2 separate regions of the Hordeum vulgare genome follow, and region 2 is linked to region 1. Evidence: chromatin contacts called from public Hi-C data. All regions are on one chromosome and are shown on one strand. The core of a region is the stretch at or near the end of the contact, and the rest is flanking DNA. Distances in the headings are between cores, read along the strand shown.

Region 1 (5,816 bases), core at 1,789-4,288:
TACTCTGCGTTTCATGTTTGACTCTTTTTAAGGGGAGTATTGACATTAGCCACATGGGATTCAGGGCACTGCGGTGAGCTGTGTAACTGTTACTATTACAGTTTACCCTTCTTTTGTTGATTATTGACTATTGTTGGATGGTCGGTGGTTGACATCTTATGTACAATTTATACAGCAGTTATGATGTTCACTTTTCCCTTGGTGCAATTTTTGTTATCAGCTGTTCGGTTGGTTGCTGACAGAGAGTATAGTAACTTCTTGATGATTCAAAAAATAAAATAAAATACAGTAGCTTGTAGGATAACTAAAAAGGCTACTAATTATGGCATTGAATCCATTTCTGTGAATTCTTCAACCTCTGATTGGTGTAGTAGTTTCACTATGCTTTCTGCTGTTCTTAATCTTGTCAGTTTGTAGAGTGGGTTTTCGATTTATACAGTTTGCTTCCATCTATTATCATTGTGCTGTACTGCAAATTGATGATTGTTTTTGCCTTGTCTTATATTTTGCCTGGTTTGATGTCCGAGGTCTTTTATTTGTGCATCCAGTTGTTTTGTGCATTGTCTTGTACTGCCTTCCCTGGCAGCTCATAGCCTGGGAGATGGCATTCACAATTTCATATCTTGTGTCATGTGCAATTGCATGTGATTAGGGACAGGTTTAGAGTCACATTGTACAGACTTTTACATCCTTGTCTACTCTGTGCCGATGGCTGATACTCCTGCTGTGTGGATTTACATCACTGTATTAAGGAACGAGTGCGTGTGCAGTTTCAGACATGAGCAGATTCCACGCAAGCAAATGCGCGATTTGTTCAGTCTGCCTCGCATAACAGCAACTGTGTTTCAAGTCCCAAATTCCAGTTGTTGAACTGACTCTATCAGCTTACAAGATGAAGATAACCACATTGTTCCTCATTATGATGAGCTAGCTAGCTATGCAGAACTGACAACGAAAACAAATGAAGCTAAGCTCGAGTTTTTAACGAAGCACTAGGGAGAGTTAAAATGGAAGAGGAGGAAAAAGAAAACGCCGAGAATTACTAGTTACTGCACACAAAAGAACCCTGATCTCGCCTAGTACTGTAGGAAACAAACAGAAGGATAATTCAGACCCTGCTGTTCTGCGGCATGGGGATGACGCCGTTGAAGAAGTCCCCGAAGTATCCCGGCGGCTCGTAGACGAGCTTGGCGATGATGTCCCTGAGCGTGATGAGGCCGTCCAGGTTGCCGTCCTCGTTCACCACGTAGATCCTCTGCCTCTTCTCCGCGTCCAGCTTCAGGATGATCTCCTTCATGTTGTCCTCCCTCGTGCACGTGATGATGCTCATCTGCTTCTCCCCCGAGCTCTGCCGCGCGCTCGCGATGAACTCCCTCGCCGTCAGCGTCCTGCATCCATCCATCCATGCATGCGTCCACCGTTTGTTTGTTCCCGATTACATGTCTGGTCCACAACAAGTTACACAGCGAGTGAAATCTGTGTGTATCACCTGTAGTCTTTGTTGGACTCCGAGTCCGAGGCCGTGAGGAGGTGCTTGACGTCCTTGATCATGATGCTGCCGACGGGCTTGCCGGCGCCGTCCACCACGGGGATGCCGCCCACGCCGCGTCTCCTCATCTGCCGGAAGGCCTTGAGCGCCGGCTCGTCCTCGCGGACCTTCACCAGCCGGCTCGTCTTCATGATGGGGAGGCCCAGCTCGGCCAGCGTCTTGGTGCCCCAGTCCTCGAACCAGCTCAGCCCCACGCACTCGGACAGCATGTGCACCACCGCCGCCTGCGTCACGATGTTGCTGATGGTGCCCTCGCCGATGTCCACCACGGGGAGGCTCTTCATCCGGTACTTGGACAGCAGCAGCAGCATGGTGAGGAACGTGTCCGAGCTCTGCAGCGCCAGGAACGGCGCCCACCGGAACGACCCGGAGATGTCCTTCACCTTGGTCTTCATGAACAGCTCCGACGACGGCAGCGACCCGAACGCCTCCGCCACCGCGCCCTCCGCCTCCGACGCCGCGGCCGGCTTCAGCTCCCTCGCGCCGCCGCTTCCCGCGTCGAGGGTCACCGTGCCGAGCTTGGCGGCCAGCTCGTCGGCGCCGAGCGCCGCGGCCGAGGCCGAGGCCTCCGACTGGTGCAGCAGCCAGACGGCGATCCCGGCGAACTCCACGATGCCGATGTAGCGGTCGATCCAGCTGGCGTCCTCGGGCGCCTCCACGTTGCGCACGGGCGCCCCGTTGATGCGGTTCCGGGAGAGGATGTCGACGGCCTCGGCCAGCGTGGCGTCGGAGGGGATGTCCACCAGCTGCGACCCGAAGGTCTGCGGGAAGGACGACACCGGGATGGCGTCGAAGCAGCTGTTGAGCTTGTCGCCACGGCTCAGCTGCGGCTGGTCAAGGCTGTCCCAGATGTCCTCCACCCGCATCCCGATCTCCGCCTCCGGGCTCCACCGCGCGCTCAGCGGCGTCTCCGGCACCGCCACCGCCGCATCCTCCTCCTCCTCCTCCCGCCGCTCCGGCTTCGTCCGGATCTCCCGCCTCGCCTGCATGGCTAGCTATGCTCCCCCCTCCCCTCTCTCCCTTGTCTGTCGGAAGCCTCTGCTCTACTCTCGTCTTCTTGGCTCCCTCGTGCACGACCACGACTGACCTTGCGTTGCGTTGCTTGGTCGCTGCTTCGGCCCGACAATGGTGCCGCGGGCGAGCTGCCCGAAGGTTTCGCGCCAGAACGACAGGGGGCGCTGACAAGTGGTCCGCCGCCCGGCACTGCAGCTGAGCTCTGAGACATGCACCAAAATTCCAGCAAAAGAAAACAACGGAGCTCCTCTGGACGAAAACGGGCCCAAATTTCTAGTGCACCTTGGAACGGGCCCGGCACGAACTGCCGAGATGGGCCGGGCCGCGTGGTACGCTTTTCTATCTCCTTCCGCAAGTCATGCCGGGGACCCACTGCGGACGCGCTGTTCCGCTGGCAGGTGGGGACGAAGTTCAAAGGGCCCACCTGGCAGCGTCCTAGAAAAGCGGCTCGATCCCCTCCGCCCCTCCCCTATACAACACCAACAACTAGTTCCCCACCTCCGTCGACACCTCCCCCAAATCGAAGCGAGGCCTAAAACCCTAGAGAAGCCCCCGGCACCGCCCCGCCTCGCCGCCGCACCGGATCTCGCCGCCGTCGCCGTAGCCGTCGCCATGGACATGGCAGCGATGAACGACCCGGAGAGGCTCTTCTTCTTCGACCTCGCCTGCAAGACCGCCAAGGCCACCTACGACGAGAACCCGCTCGACGCCGACGTAACGCCTCCTCCTGCCCCCTCCTCCTGCTCCGCTCCGTCGGTTTGTTCCGAGGGGAACGCGACTGCGGCCCCGTCTGATTTGATCTGATCTGATGCTTTTTTTTTTGTGCGTCCGCAGAACCTGACGCGATGGGGCGGCGCTCTGCTGGAGCTGTCGCAGATGCATAACGGCCCGGAGAGCCTCAAGTGCCTCGAAGGTACGCCGCGAGATTCGTGTGTATTCTTCGGTGAATTTGGATTGCTTCCGTGTGGAGATTCGGTGGCTACGATTGCTTCCCTCTAGAGAAGTTCGAACTTGGAGCAGATCCTACATAACAGTCGGGCCTTGGCCTTTAGTCTGGTTTGCTAGCATTGTTATAAATGTTATTGTGTTTAACGTAGTTGCGCTTTTATGCGCACTAGTTTTTATTTATGTCATGATAAGTTAATCTGATTTGTTAGAAAATAGGAGATCATTATGGATGGTAGTGTGCTGAACACTGCAGTATTGGGTTGGTACAGTATTCTCAACCACAGAAAAACATTAATACAGTTTGTAGTGCTAGTGAACAACTGAACATATATGGATTAGGCGTTTGGGGTGTGTTAACAGCTTGTTTTACCTGTAGTTGCATTTGTTTTATGATGGTATTTATGCTGCCAAGCACATTGACCTTCCAAAATTATTTGGCACAGATTGATTGTAAAACTTCAGTTTGGTTGTTTTCATGTACTGTTTGCTTGCTTTATTTTGTTATATATCATAGCGCCATGTTCTGAGTTCATTCTGAAAGTAGGATTTCGGGCATGCCTGTTTAGTTGGAGCGATAATAGGCACTGATATTTTGGAGTTCACATATAATCACGCAGCTTGTGCGCGAGTGAGCGTTTTATGGTCACCAGTTTTTATTTAAGTTAGTATACTTGAGAAATAGGTTACTCTCATTTGTGAGAAAATAGGAGATCATTATGGATGGTGTGCTGAACACTGCTGTATTGGGTTTGTTGGTACGATGTTACCAACCACAGAACAGACATTGAGACTGTTAGTAGTTCTAGTGAACATATGTGCATTAGGTGTCTGGAGTGTCTTCACAGCTTGTTTAACCTTCTTTAAGATGAGTGCTTGTAGCATCCTTGATTGTGTGTGATTTTGTTCCCAGCATGTACGGAACCTTCAGTTGCATTGTTGTGTGATTGAATGGAATGTGTGGTGTTCTTTGTAACATATATATGGAGCCTGTAGTTGCATTCGTTATGTGCGTTGATCAGATTGATGGTGATGGTGGTGTTTGTATATTTAGAATAACAGGCAGATTTATGGGATCTCGTCCAAGTTATTTTATCGTTAGAAACAGCTTTACTGTTGTACTGTTTTCTTTTTGGAGTTGTCTTTCCTGTGTTAGTAAAAAATAAGTGTGCTTAGGCCTGCACTGAAATGTGCCTGGTGCTAGGCGATAGCAGAACGCCTAGCTCTTAATCATGCTAAGCATGTGATTAGGTGAGGTAGGGTCTAGGCAGTGGCAAAATCCACTAGTAGCGCCTAGCGTTTTTTCCTTGGTGTTCAACGAAGCAACACTTTGATCTATGAACACTTTCTGAGGTGGTTTGCTGGAGACATATGCATTAGATTCATTTCAAGAATTCACCACATGTCAGATATTAGAGCAGTTACTGGATTCAAATTTACCTATGCATTAGATTCATTTCAAGAATACACCACATGGCAGATATTAGAGCAGTTACTGTATTCAAATTTATACTGCATTGCAACACCAGGCTCGGCCTATGCTGCCAAACACAATGACCTTCCAAAATAATTCGGCAGAGATTAATTATATAACTTCAGTTTGATTGTTTTCATGTACTATTTGCGTGCATTATTTTGTTATCAACAGCGCCGTGTTCTAGATTCATCCTGAAAGTAGGATTACATGCATGCTTGTTTAGTTGGAGGGATAATAGATACTAATATTTTGGAGTTCGCATACTATCATATAGCTTGTGCGTGATTGAGTGTTTTGTGTTCATTAACTAAACTAACTGTGCTCCTTCTATGTACTCCCTCCGTCCCAAAATAAGTGACTCAAAAATGACTCAACTTTGCACTAACTTAGTGCAAAGTTGAGTCATTTTTGAGTCACTTATTTTGGGACGGAGGGAGTATTAAGTTTATGATTGGGGTCAAAAGTGGGGTATTTTGGCTGATCTGGTTTTATTTCTTATAGATGCGGAGTCTAAGCTGGATGAAGCACTGAGAATTGATCCCAACAAGGCTGATGCACTCTGGTGCTTGGGGAATGCCCTGACCTCTCGTGGATTCTTCACTTCGGAAACTGTCCAGGCTAATGAATGCTTTGAAAAAGCAACTGGTTGTTTCCAGAGGGCTGTTGATGTGGTATGTTTAGTCTGCTTGAGTACTTTGCGTGTTCCATGCTAGAGACTGATCCATGGGCCTGAGATCATATGTTTTAAGTGCAATATGCACTCAGCTCCACACACAAGCCTCTGGAACGGTTTCTTCTAATAAGTTTCAATAAGCATATTCAGCTGGAGAT
Region 2 (5,628 bases), core at 286-2,785, 260 kb after region 1:
GGTGCTACTGGTACATGTTCGACGTTGCCCGTTGGGGCGGGTCACTGCTGTGGCGCGGCGGCGCCGGCAGCGCCGACGAGCCAGCGGTCCATGGGCACGCACTGGGCCTTGTGGGCGCGCTTCCAGTCTAGGGCCTGGCACGCGCGGGAGCAGTAGTTGGCCGCGCCGCACACGGAGCAGCGCCGGAACTCGTGCCGCCGCGTCTCCTTGCGCCCGCACCGCATGTGCGAGCACAGCCGGAGCTCGCCCTCCCCGCCGTCGCCGCCGGTGGCCGCCGCGTCGGGCTTCTTCGCGCATGCCTGCACGCCGCGCGCCGCCCACCAGTCCGACATGAACTGGTTCGCCGTGTGGGGTTCTGCCTCCGGCAGGCTCCACCCGAAGTCCGAGAGGAGAGGGCTGGTGCTGACGCCGCCGCCGCCTGCGACGGCGCCGATGGGGAGGGAGGCGAAGGGGTAGGCCGCGCTGGCCGCCGCGGCGGCGAGCGCGAGGGAGAGCTCGCGGGCGTTGGCGGCGACGAGGAGGCGGCGGCCCTCGGCCGGGTCGCGGCGCACGCCGTAGCCGTCCTGGAGGCAGTGCCCGAGCTCGCGGAGCGCGTCGACGTGGCCCAGCGCGGCGGAGCGCGCGCAGAGCGCCGCCCCGGCGCGCAGGTCGCGGTCAGACTTGGCGCCACCGCTCCCGTTAAACTGGATGACGGCCAGCGAGTAGAGCGCCGCCGGGTGCCCGCCGACCGCCGCCTTCGCGAGCAAGGCCGCGCCGCCGCTCCGGCTGCCAAGGCAATAGAACCGGATCTGCAAAAACGCACGACGTTCGTCAGCACTCCATCCCTGAAACTCCGGCCATGCATGCATGCACGGATGCCAAGACAAACGATCAAGTCAACTGGATTTGGTCATCGACTCCTACCATGCCGAGAATGTAGCAGGCCTCGAGGTTGCCGGCGTCGGCGCAGCGCTTCAGAAACCGCTGCACGGGCTCCGACCACGCCGCCGCCTTGACGGCGAGCGACGCCGGCGAGGCCTTGGCGAACACCATGTCCTGCTGCCCGAGGCCGTTGAGCCGCTTGCACCTGAAACGCCAGAGGCACGCACAAACACGTTCAGCCAACCATCCATACATGCTCCTACAAAGCGGCAGGAGTTGAAGCAGTTGAACCAAACAGGGAGGCGCGCGGGGGCGTACGTTAGGTGGACGGAGAGCAGGTCGGAGGGGGAGCTCGCGGACGCGGCGAGCTTGGAGAAGATTGACAGCACGAGGTCGTCAGGGATGCCATCCAAATAGTCGGGACCCCCGGCCAGGCGCTTCCGGCATCCATCGTCGGCCGCGGCGGAGGGGGACCGCTTCCTCTTCTGGCCGGCGACGGGGGCCGCCGGATCGCAGGGATAGAGAGAGCCGCTCCTGGTCCTCATGTTGTGTCTCGCCGGACGAGCCGTGGCGGCGGACCGTTCTTCTCCGGGGGAGGGGAGGAGGGGAGCGGTGGAGTGGAGAGATGAGAGATGAGATGAGATGAGATGTTTCGGAAAAGGGATAGCGGGAGGCGCCCCCTTTTATACACGCAGCCCAGACCGTACCGTGCCGTCGTGGGTGACCCGGGCCCGGCTGTCAGCCGAGTCCCGGTTTCATCCGCCCCGCCCCGCGCCCTTTAACTTTCTATCTGCTGCCAGTGAGTGGTAGAGTAGGAGTATAGTCGTCTTGATAGCGTGCGGCATGAATGCAACGCCTGCGTGGAGGGCATCAATGCCTGGCCTGGGCTGTGCTGGGCTCTATCTTTGGACGAAAATGAATGCAAAAGGCCAGCTTCGCTGCCTGCGAGAAATACGGGCATTATTGCTCGCTCATTCACGTCGCCAGGGCCGTTTCCAAGGCTACTCCTCGTCAATTGCGTGTGAATTTCAGTAAAAAAAAATTACTTATTTTGGAGGTCAAACGGTGCCGTTACCGGGAGTCCATGATACCAGTACCGTACGCGTTCGGCTTCGAGGACGACGGTAGAGTACGGGGAATGGGTGGAGTGCTGGACGGGGCCAGGCGCGCGTTTATTGCGAGCGAGCGAGCGATCGGGCTCGGGGCTGAACGGAAACGTGAAGGCGCGGGCCGCTGTGGCGCTGTGCATGCGGCGGCGTTTCTTTCTTTCTTCCGAGCTCAGCTCACGACATAAACGCTTTCGGTCCGGCCGTGGACTGCCGAGCCCCATTCCAAGTGGCGGCACGCACGTAGTAGAGTGTAGCGATGAACGAGTAGCCTCGTCTCGTGCGTGCGTGCGTGCAGTTTGGACGGCTTGGTGCGACGGGGGCGGTTTGGACGCTACCCTTTGTCTCCTTTGCTGATGCACCATCGGTTCCAACCTCGACCCGATCTCTCCCTCCCCCCCTCCCTTGCTTTCCTTCCGGACGCAACGCTTTCCTTCTTGTTGGTGGTGTACGACAAGTTTATTTTTAGCCGGTCGAAAAGCGTTCCATACGGGAGGAGAGTCGAAGAACTAGGAGATGTTTTTCGTGTTCGGCTGGGAACCGTAAGCGATAGTTTGTCACGCGGGGCGGCACGTGGTATGATAACCTCAAGGAAAATAAGGAGGGACGCAAGAAAAATATGGAGGGAAGCGAGCTCGTCGGTTGGGCGACAGGGCGCACGCATCGTGGACAGGACAAGGAATCCGGGGCGCCATCCCGCGCTCGGCATCTTCGGGGCGGTGACGGCGAGCCGGGCTGGTGGGCGGCCAAGGACGCATTGACTGGCACTCGCACTGGCACTGGCAGGTCACCACCACCACCTCCGTGACCTCGTCGTCTGGGCCGGCCGGCCGGGCGCCCGTCCGCGTCGCGTCGCCCTCGGCCGGCGGAGGCGGAGGCGGATGCGTTGTTGTTGAGTGTGCTGATGGATGGCCGGTCCTCGGGCCTCGGGGAGGAGGTGACGATTCGGCGCGCGGCGCCATGCGGGCGTGGTGACCGTGCGCGCGGCGATCTCCTCCATGTGTCGCGCCTCGGGTTCCCCCCGCAGCTGCGTGCCGCTCTTTGACCGCGACGCCAGCCCGGCCTTTCTTTATTGCCGCCTCCGTCGCCATGTCCGTCCTCTCCTCCCCTCCCCTCCCCCTTTCTTTATTCGCGCCTGGGTCGGAGCACGTACTACTACTCTTTACGCCGCGCAGTTCATCTGCATCTGCCCGAGCGGCAGAGGCAGGGGTAGGAGAGCGCCACGGCCGTCTGAATTCCGGGAGAAAAGACGATTGATTCCGATGCGTCGCACGGGCCCGGCCCGAGGACCCCCATTGCTCTATCTTTTCTCTTTTCCTTCGTCTTTCCCTCCTTTCTTCCTGAAATGCGATGCATGTGTCGCCAGCGAGAGTTTTGGGAAAGGGGCGGATGCAGTTCGCGGGGAAGGCGCCAAGGCGCTTCACGTGGAGCTCCAGGGGGAGATTCTTGCATGCGTGTGATGATTCAACGTCTGCTGGTGAAAGCGCATTCGACGGTGGGATTTCTGGATCGCGGTGGAGTGGACGGTGCCGTGTCGAGTTCTTGAGCTGTGTACGTAGATTGTACCTGCTTGCTGTGCACAACTGTTGTCCTCCGATTAGCTTGCTGGTGAACGAAATGGTGTGAGGTGAAGCGATTGGCGCGGTTGCGTGAGGGGAGCTTACATGATAACTGTGTAATGGTCCAGGAAGTACATACAATGGTCCCGAGTGGGTTAACGCATTTTCGAGATATCAAATATTCCTATGCTTCAATCTTTCGAGGAAACCAGACCTCTGTCTACAATATGCAGAAGGTATTGGGGGAGCTTCCTTGACCAACTTTGCTTTGATCACAGAGTGTTTGTTTTCCTAGAGCAAACACTCTTCGAGAAGACAAGAAGTTATTGCATGCCACTGCTGATCACATCAAACCCCACAAAAAAATAATATCATAACACGATTAGGATTTGAAGCATAACCTTCACCGATTCAATTGAACTTTGGAGACTGTCGGACGCGAAATGCATTGAGACATCCTTTAAAGCAAATACAATAGAACTGAACCAAACGTCTATAAAATATAAAATAATAAAGTATATTTTTGTTTAGTTGGAAGAAAAGAGAAGAGCGGAGAAAAGGTAAGCGGGCTCTTCAGAACCGGCTCTAGCACGTCTTTCTAGGCACTTTATAAGAGTGAAAGGTCCATCATATAATAAAAAAAGTAGTATAATATTTTAATCAACTATTATACATGTTGGTTATGAGATGAGGCTATACATGATATGATAATTACTTATTGTCAGTAGCTGACTATAGTATTAACCATGCTCTTAGAGATCCACCATGAGAGATAGGCTTTAGCTCTAGAGATGTCGGTCGTGCATGGACGGTCGCTCTGTTTTTGTGCCCCAACGATTTTAATTTTTTTTCTTTGATCCTCGGCTTCACCCCAACTTGCATTTCCCAATGATTTCTGCTAATGATCATTCAAGGCCAAAGATTGTTGGATCTTTCAAAACAGAATTGTACATTCCATTGCAAGTGTGAGAGCTTGTAAGATCAACCGAGCTTCTAAGATCAACAGATTTGCAAAGTTGTATTTTTTTATGAAAAAAAGGTGTGTAACAGTTGTATTTTTATGATGGTTACTAGTTAGCATGCACGTGCAACGCACGTCTAAAATAACAAACGATATGTCAAACATCAGAAATCCTAACAAAGTATATGATAAATTTATTGAAAGTTTCAAATTTTACATGTAATGGATAACAGCTAATTCCTTACTCTTACAAGTAATTGGAATTACCAATCTTCATGAATCAACATGCCTCTTGAATCCATATCAAACATCCTCTATATATGTTTCATTTACAACATATGAATAAAGTGCACCCTTATTGCCCTGCTCACTGTTCTGGAAAATTGGAAGTTTAAAATCATTTTCCAAGCACAGAATTGTAGTGAGGCTTTGCTGAACCTTCTCGCTGTGGCCGGTAGGAAGACAAGTTTTTGTAGTGGCAAAATAAAGCAAACAAATCAAGACTTCGTTAAACAAGAAGCCATGCTAAGTCTGAGCTATACATCCTCTCACACTCCATAACCTCTTGTTAAATATACATTTTAATATCATATTATCCTTCCAGTCAAACAAATTCACAACCATGATATGCACGTTCATTCTAAAAATGGATTGACCCAACCGTACAAAAAATAAATAAAGGATTCATACAAGGAATCAAAAAGATAAATATTGCATAAGGAAACCCAACGAAGACTAATAGTCATTGAAGATTTAGAAACAATTGAAAGGATGTTCGAGCCATCTTACCAATTTGTCAGTTATATTTTATTAAAAGGATGTTCGATCCATCTTACCAATTTGCCAGTTATATTTTACAGCAAGAAAAAGGATAAGACAGCTCACACAACACTAATAGATGTAAGGCACTAAGAAAGCAGCTAGATAAATATGCAAATATACCAAAAAAATTAGCATGAGGGTGAAAAGACATAGGGCCACTAAATTTTGAGATGATCCAAGAGTAATATATTTGTCAGTGATTATTGATACTGACATATGTATTCCGGTGCGGGAGTTGGGCAAGTCCCTCGCCGCTGTTGTTCCTTGCCCGCCGAGAGAGGACCATGGCCCTGATCGAGGGCCGCTTCCCCGTCGCCAC

The links. A called contact is a pair of places that touch in the nucleus more often than the background predicts.
Region 2: a contact with region 1 is called in a Hi-C map of leaf, with 4 times the contacts expected there. The contact joins the promoter of LOC123445246 here to the promoter of LOC123445245 in region 1. A contact is called at or near these places in 5 of 6 Hi-C or Micro-C datasets (leaf and seedling) and 1 of 1 datasets of contacts at active chromatin or transcription factors (embryo).

Annotation. Positions count from the first base shown.
Region 1 is chr3H:574,501,100-574,506,915 of MorexV3_pseudomolecules_assembly, forward strand. LOC123445245 (probable mitochondrial import receptor subunit TOM20) reads left to right here and starts at 3,039. Exons shown (of 6, transcript XM_045122208.1): 1 at 3,039-3,277; 2 at 3,398-3,476; 3 at 5,487-5,656. The coding sequence starts at 3,176. LOC123445244 (SNF1-related protein kinase regulatory subunit gamma-1-like) reads right to left here and starts at 2,823. Exons shown (of 2, transcript XM_045122207.1): 1 at 1,490-2,823; 2 at 844-1,388. The coding sequence starts at 2,538. The coding sequence ends at 1,109. It overlaps LOC123445243 (exocyst complex component EXO70B1-like), which reads left to right. Exons shown (of 2, transcript XM_045122206.1): 2 at 1-207.
Region 2 is chr3H:574,761,125-574,766,752 of MorexV3_pseudomolecules_assembly, forward strand. It overlaps LOC123445246 (F-box protein At1g67340-like), which reads right to left and starts at 1,536. Exons shown (of 3, transcript XM_045122209.1): 1 at 1,180-1,536; 2 at 904-1,066; 3 at 1-788. The coding sequence starts at 1,406. The coding sequence ends at 42.